Linked DNA regions of Mus musculus: region 1 is linked to region 2. The links are chromatin contacts, called in public promoter capture Hi-C maps. All regions are on one chromosome and are shown on one strand. Each heading gives the region's core, a stretch centred on a gene start, on an enhancer-like site or on the middle of the called end of the contact. The rest is flanking DNA. Distances are from core to core; before and after follow the strand shown. Region 1 overlaps Slc49a4 (solute carrier family 49 member 4). Region 2 holds the start of Pdia5 (protein disulfide isomerase associated 5).

Evidence for each region. Promoter capture Hi-C pulls out the DNA fragments that hold promoters and counts their contacts.
Region 1: a contact with region 2 is called in a promoter capture Hi-C map of hippocampal neurons, with 2.9 times the contacts expected there. The contact joins the enhancer-like site here to the promoter of Pdia5 in region 2. A contact is called at or near these places in 5 of 39 promoter capture datasets (3T3-L1-derived adipocytes, embryonic stem cells, hippocampal neurons and 2 more), 1 of 484 Hi-C or Micro-C datasets (the G1E-ER4 cell line), 5 of 115 datasets of contacts at active chromatin or transcription factors (all in embryonic stem cells) and 2 of 9 other capture datasets (adipose tissue and embryonic stem cells).

What each region holds. Positions count from the first base shown.
Region 1 is chr16:35,699,802-35,703,285 of GRCm38.p6, reverse strand. The region is part of intron 8 of Slc49a4 (solute carrier family 49 member 4); the gene reads left to right. Among named protein-coding and RNA genes, the nearest start is that of Gm25967, 21 kb to the left of the region's middle. Within about 2 kb of position 1,300, at least 7 of the 459 cell types and tissues checked have an H3K27ac peak or open chromatin away from gene starts, as enhancers often do. A contact at or near this core is called in hippocampal neurons, where this site is marked.
Region 2 is chr16:35,488,613-35,492,263 of GRCm38.p6, reverse strand. Pdia5 (protein disulfide isomerase associated 5) reads left to right here and starts at 1,391. Exons shown (of 17, transcript NM_028295.1): 1 at 1,391-1,535. The coding sequence starts at 1,500.

The DNA of each region.
Region 1 (3,484 bases), core at 51-2,550, 210 kb before region 2:
TTGGTATCCGCTGCTCCTCTAGGTCCAGCAGCAGGGTTTTGTTTTGTTTTGTTTTGTTTTGTTTTGTTGGGGAGGAGGGGCTTGGGGGATTGTTGAGTCAGGGTTTCTCCATGTAGCCCTGGCTGTCCTGGAACTCACTCTGTAGACCAGCCTGGCCTCAGATTCAGAGATCTGCCTGCCTCTGCCTCCTGAGTGCTGGGATCAAAGGCGAGCACCACCACTGCCCAGCTGCCAGCAACAGCCAGTGGTAGATTCATCAGAGATTGACACCTGTTGTGCTGTAGCTGGGACTCATGCATAGTGGCCAGAAAAGTACCAAGCACCGTTTCTCCTATCTCTTACCTGCCCTGGTTACAACAAGAATTGTTCTGGCTGAGAGGAGAACACGGTCCTCTTATTAGCCGAATTCTAATCATGTGTTCTTACTCATATGTGAACAGCTGGTATAGGGTTCCTGCCTAACCTCTTGGCTGCTGTGAGCAAATGAAACGTGCAGTAATAATTAATTTAGTCCACCAAGATGATTTGCAGACAGAGAACTTTCAGTAAATGCCCGCATGTGGGTAGTGGATGTGCGGGTAGGTATGTGAGGGAGCACAGTGCACACGCTCTGGAGGCGTGTTTTGTTCCTTCTTGGTAGTTAACTCATTGATGCTATGGTGTAAATGAGCAGGCTTCTCTTGTAGAGAAGTGAGCCCTGTGAATATGTCAAGACCATGGACACAGCTTGCTTAGCAGTGTGACCCGAGTTGAAATCCCTCCATCCGAGGTTAGCTGTCCTGGCCCTACAAATCCTGCAGCAAAGTGCCACAGGCTTTAGGACTTTAGGATAAACTGCAAATCTAAAAACTTTGTAAAGTGATTTCCTCAAATGTCTCCTAGTCCTGCAGCCCAGAGTCCTAAATATTTTATACAATGAACTCAGTGATCTTCCATAAAGCCAGTGTGGAAGCAGCGTAATTCAGCAACTTTAAGATGAATACTTGCCTATGGAGTAGATGTGAGGTTCAGCTATTTATTATTGCTCTCTTCAAAGTCCTACTTTATTGGTTTTTAAGAAAGCCTGGAATTGGTTTGGTTGGTTGGTTGGTTAGTTGGTTTGAGATTTAGGCTCACTGTATTCACCAGGCTTGTCTCAGACTCCAGGGCCCTAGCCAGCCTCCCACCTTGCTCTCCTAAGTGACAATGACAGACGTGTGTCCCGTGTGTGCCTACAACCTGGCTTTGATCACAGTGAGCTGAGTTTAGCTCTCCTCTCAGAAAGTCCTCCGCTTCCTTGACAAGGTTCTTTCCCGCCCACACCAAGCTGTGTGGTGCCTGCGTCGGATAATTTTTCAAAGCTGTGCAACTCCCCGACATGAGCATGTACACTCAGTGCCTTGCCTGAGGATGGCTTCCCCCCGTGGTTGCCTCCAGCGTGAGGCCACCGGCGTATGTGGAGCTCTGGGCCACAGAGCCTTTCAGTTGGGCATTACATGAAACCGAATCAGAGATTCTGTAGTATTTTTCTGACCTGGGGTTTGCAAGGTCAGCTTCTAAAGAGAACGGTGCTTGTTCCCTACTGTGAGGGGACTGTTCCTCTGAGACCCTTGATGAACTGTGACAGTGCAGTGATGCCTTATTCTAAAAACATCACAGAAAAAAGCAGTGGGGGGAGGCTGCCATCCTCCATGTGCTCTCAAATGCAATCCGATTTATATTCTGAAGTTTGTCTTTTGTGCTGTATTTGGTCTAAGTGCAGCAGCGAGTTTTGTCTAAATGCATAAAGATTTTGAAGTGGCTGTCAGAATTTGAGTCTATAGTGTCATTCAGAAGATCCAGGGACCTGGCTGAGGCGGAAAGCATCACTAATGGGAAGGATCAGCAGGTGTGGACCAGGGATGTTACACCTAAGAAGGAGAGTGCTGTGGTGTTAGATTGGGACGGGGTATGTCTGGGAGGTTGGTGGTACTCCCTGTAGAGTGCAGGGAACAGGCCATTGGCAGGATCTGGGGTGCCCCCTGGATGCTCACTGGGAGAACAGAGATAGTTTTGTTGAACGCTGGTTGGCGCTGGAGGTTCTGGAGATGATGCTTGTAGATGATCAAACTGTAAGCATGGTGACATTGAGAAAGAAAAGGGAAGAGGTTAGCAGCTTCTGGGAGAAGGACAGAAGATGAACCAACAGTGCAGAGGTGCTGTGCAGGGTTGGCATGGTGCACAGGGCCAGTGCAGAGGTGCTGTGCAGGGTTGGCATGGTGCACAGGGCCAGTGCAGAGGTGCTGTGCAGGGTTGGCATGGTGCACAGGGCCAGTGCAGAGGTGCTGTGCAGGGTTGGCATGGTGCACAGGGCCTGTGTGGAAGTGCTGTGCAGGGTTGGCGTGGTGCATAGAGCTTGTGTGGAAGTGCTGTGCAGGGTTGGCGTGGTGCATAGAGCTTGTGTGGAAGTGCTGTGCAGGGTTGGCGTGGTGCATAGAGCTTGTGTGGAAGTGCTGTGCAGGGTTGGCGTGGTGCATAGAGCTTGTGTGGAAGTGCTGTGCAGGGTTGGCGTGGTGCATAGAGCTTGTGTGGAAGTGCTGTGCAGGGTTGACGTGGTGCATAGAGCTTGTGTGGAAGTGCTGTGCAGGGTTGACGTGGTGCATAGAGCTTGTGTGGAAGTGCTGTGCAGAGCCCAAGCAGAGTGAAATGTGGCACTTGAGCTTCAGATTGGCAGTGTGGATAAGGCTGCTGTGTGGTAGATGCTGCTCTTACAAGGGAGTCTTGCGCAGTCCTGCCTCCTGGTGTGTATTTCTCCCTCCTCTGGGGAGAATCAATGGGAAGGTTTTTAGGAAACTGCTCAGCCAAACAGATAAAGAATGCAAACATTTCAGTGGATTGGGTATCATTCAGTTATATTCTTTGATACAGAGCTCAGAAAGTCAGAAAGTTTGTTGGCTTTACAACTTAGATTAAATGTTTAAGAAACCCCCCTCTGCCACCCTTAACCCCACCCCCTACCCCACCTCTGTCCCCTGAGCCTCAGCTGTAAATGGTCTTCAGCATGGAGATGCAGGTGCTCCCCTGCCTCAGACCATTTGCTTTCTGAGAAGTGATTTTAAAGAGCACTTGCTACTTGTATGCTTCTAAAAGTAGATTTGACTTTTCAGAGAGACACAGTAATGAACAAACATCTGAACCTAGGCAGAAAAGAATTTCACCCTCTAATGAAATAAATGTTCAGCTTTGGCAGATTGGACAAAGACCCTGCTTGAAAGAGGGCCAGGGATTTGTCAGTCAGTCTTGGCATTTGCATTGCTTCCTATATATGTAGCTTCCTATAAATTAAAGTCACTGCGATTTAGTAGGTGAACCACACTGTCAGGTCTCTGATTCCTTATATCCAGCGTGCACACTGTGGCTGTCAAATCAGAGAGCTCACTGTGAGTTCAGCTGCTGTTGAATCCCAACTGCTTCCTCCTACCTAGTAAAGTTATCATCAGAAATTTAGGCTGTATGTTTAATATAA
Region 2 (3,651 bases), core at 142-2,641:
GTGTTTTTTTTTTTTTTTTTTGTTGTTGGTTTTTGTTTGTTTGTTTTTTGGGTTTTTCGAGTCAGGGTTTCTCTGTATAGCCCTGGCTGTCCTGGAACTCACTTTATAGACCAGGCTGGTCTCGAACTCAGAAATCCGCCTGCCTCTACCTCCCGAGTGCTGGGATTAAAGGCGTGCACCACCCTACCCATATGTAGGAGTACCACAATCATATCTTGTGCCCTTGGAGATCAGATACCCTGGAATTGGGGTTACAGGATGGTTGTTAGTTGCTATGTGGGAGCCAACAGCAGCAAGTGCTCCTAAATAATGTACCCATTGTCCAGCTCCCATTTTACATTTTTTGTTCAGGTAATTAGCATTCATTTAACATCAATTAACTATTTAAATGATACAGTTTGGTGGCATTTAATACATTCATAATGCTGTGCTGCTTCCCCTTTTATCTAGCTCTGAAAGATTTTCATCCTCATCAATGGATTTCTGAACTGAAATTCCTTTCCTCCATTCCCCAGGTCAGAGTAATCTGTTTACACAAAATGCAAACAAACAAACCAAAAAAAAAAAAACAAAACCAAAACCATTTTTTCCAATTTTTGTATATTTTATATAAATGCAATCATACAATATACAACATTTTGCATTTGGCTTTTTAAGAATCAGCATCATATATTTTTGATATTTGTTAACATGGTTGTGTGAATTTCTTTTTATTGGATGAATAGTATTCCGTTGTACCGGTGTATATCACATTTTCTGTATTTGTCTTTTGAGGATATTTAGACTCACTCTTTCTTTCTTTCTTTCTTTCTTTCTTTCTTTCTTCCTTTCTTTCTTCTTTGACTATCATAAACAGCGCTGCTAGGAACATTGGTGTGCTAGTACTACTTGAACACACTTTTCGATTCTTTTGAGTATATGGTTAAGGAGTAAGGGGATAGTGTGGTGATCTATACTTAATATTTTTTGGGCTCTCTAAATTGTTTTCCCGACACCTCAATAATGTTTTGTCAAGGGGAAAAAAAAAGCCTCGGGAGCAGATGGCATTTTCCATCCTCCACAGGCCATCATAGACTTTACAATTAGTACCTACAGTCAAATGACTGGAATTCTCTGGGTTGCCTGCTAATCCTCGGGGTGGGGAAACTAACTTCTGGGGGCAGAGTGAGTTGTTGGTTCTGATTCTGCGGGCACAGAGCAAGGCTCCTTAGTGAACAACTGTCCCTACTCCCCAGCCTCCCTGCCCCCCATCCTCACAGCTGCTACTCTGCGTCCTCAGGCAAAGTCCGAGGCAGAGGCATCCCGAGCTTCTCGTGAACTACAACTCCCGGCAGGCTCCTTCCCGGGCCGCCTCTCCTAGCCTGGTGCGCATGCTTTGGCAGACGTGGCACCGGGAACTCGGAGGCGGGGAGCGGCTGTGAAGTGGCCGTAGCTGTTGGCCGAGGTGGAGCTGGCAGGCGTGCGCGGGAGCCGGGTGCAGACGGCAGGAGGCGGCGGGGATGGCGCGGGCGTGGGGGCTGCTACTGGCGATTGGGGTGAGGCTGTGGGCCGGCGACACGTGCGTCCCGCATGGCCGTGGGAGCGCGCGGTCCGGGTTGGTTGGGGGCGTGCTCGCCGGGTGGCAATAGGGTCTTTGGTCCTCTGCTCTCCACTGGGGCCGGGCCGGGTGATCCCTCTCTCCGGGTTCGCGCTCCCGCACAACTTTGCGGGGACGCAGGTCTGGGATGTCCTTAGCCTAAGCAGGACTCCCCGGGCGGTGCTTGCACCTGTGTGAGTGTGGGGTGGAGGCTGCCTTCCACTTGCGCAGCAGGAACACTTGCTCGTGGGTTGGACCCCCGGAGAAAGGGCGCGTGACGGGTTGGGTGGGGTCACCACCTCCAAGAGTTCTGCTCCCACGGTGATGCCGGCTCCAGCCCCGGCCACTTTCGAGCTGTGTGTGTGGCGCCCTGGATCTGTAAACGTGTCTGCGTTCCTTCTATGAGATGGGAAACCGTAAAGATACCCGCTAAGGAGGTTGTCAGACGGGTCGGCTGAGGAGTCGGTGGAACCAGCTCCGGAGACTGCAAAATGATACCGGAGTGATACAGAAGTGGAGGAGGGGTGAACCGTGGTGCAGACTATGTGGGGATGGGAGGACTTTCCCGAACAAGCATCCCCCGAGAAGAAGTGGGGACTGGGGACGGGTTTGCCCCTGGGGCTGAGGTGTGGTTGTGGGTGTGTGACAGGATGTAGTTGCCTTCTTCCACATCTCTCTCGTAACTTCTTGTCTCCCTTGTGTTGGGTCCATCTCCTTATGGCCACCGCCACTATCACCAAGTTCGGAAGACTTACTTGCCCCTACCACTCCACTGTTTTCCCTTTGGGTGTGGCAAGGATGCTGGGCAGATGGGGGGGGGTGTGGTGGAAAGGGAGGGGTGATTAGATCTAAACGCTTGAACTCCGCAGTGCCCTGTCCTTTGGGATCACCAGTTAAAGGAGTGACATCGAGTTTTCTGTTATGTGGAAGAAGGTGTCAAAGGAAGCTCCCTGTTCCCAGTTCTGCATCCTCCGTCTAGGAGAGATCTAGTAGGTTACCGCGAAGCTTTGGGGTGCTGGTGGTGTGCCATGATGTTTGACATAAGTTTCCTGGAGCCAGTTGGGCTGACTCCCATCAGGATGTCAGTCCTTGAACTCTGAGGGAGGAGGGTTTTGCTTTCTTCCTTTTTCCCTCCCTTCAGTAAAAACAAGAGCCCAGGGGACTGACCTTTTACTCTGTAAACATTTATCAACCACATTGTTTGCCACCGGGTTGAATTTTGGGTGGGGAGCAAACTACACTCTGCGCCTGCCTTCAGGTGTTGCCCTCGGCTGAACAGCAGTCAATCCTGTGAGCAAATACTGTTCGAAGGACAAGAGCTAATACCCTAACTGCTGCCAGCCTGCCACAGGAGAGCCATACATTATCTGAGGTGGAGAGTCCCCACAGGGAGAGGTCACATCTCTGAGAGGGAGAGTCTGCCAAGGGAGAGCCCCTGGGGCCTTATTGAGGTGGGTGGAGCAGAGTCCAGGAATTAATGTGTTGTGGGTATTTCGGAGGTCTGTATGTACCTTCCCCTCAGGCAATGAGGAAGAACTTTGAGGTTTGCCCAAAGCACCTGGCAGCTGGACGTTCCTGAGCCTAGAGTTAGCTCCGCAAATACAAGGTAGAGGGATGAGAGCCTGGAATCCGCAGCAAGTGACTGCGGGTTGGGCCTCTGTGCATTTAAAAGCTATGTGGATTTGATAAGGGCTTCCTACATCCCTGGGAGCAGTTTGACTTCTTTGTTCGCTCTGTATTGACTGAAGGCCACTGGGCGTGGCCCAGGGTTTTATGAAAATGGATTTAACTGGGTCTGATGGCATGGCTTTGGAATCCCAGCTACTTAGGAGGTTGAGGCAGGAGGATGGAAAGTCCTGTTTGGACTACAAGAGTAAGTTTAAGGGCAGTCTGGGGGGCAGAGGGCCAGCCTAGCATGCGCTAGATTCAGTTCTTAATACTGTACAAAAGAAAAGGAAAACAATTCAGTATCCCCTGTATGTGGTCTCACTGTCAAGTTGGAAGTCATCTGTGGTCAGTAAGAAGAAAGGTGGGGTCTGATGACCTAGCTTGGATGATACCGCACTTGCCTTGTC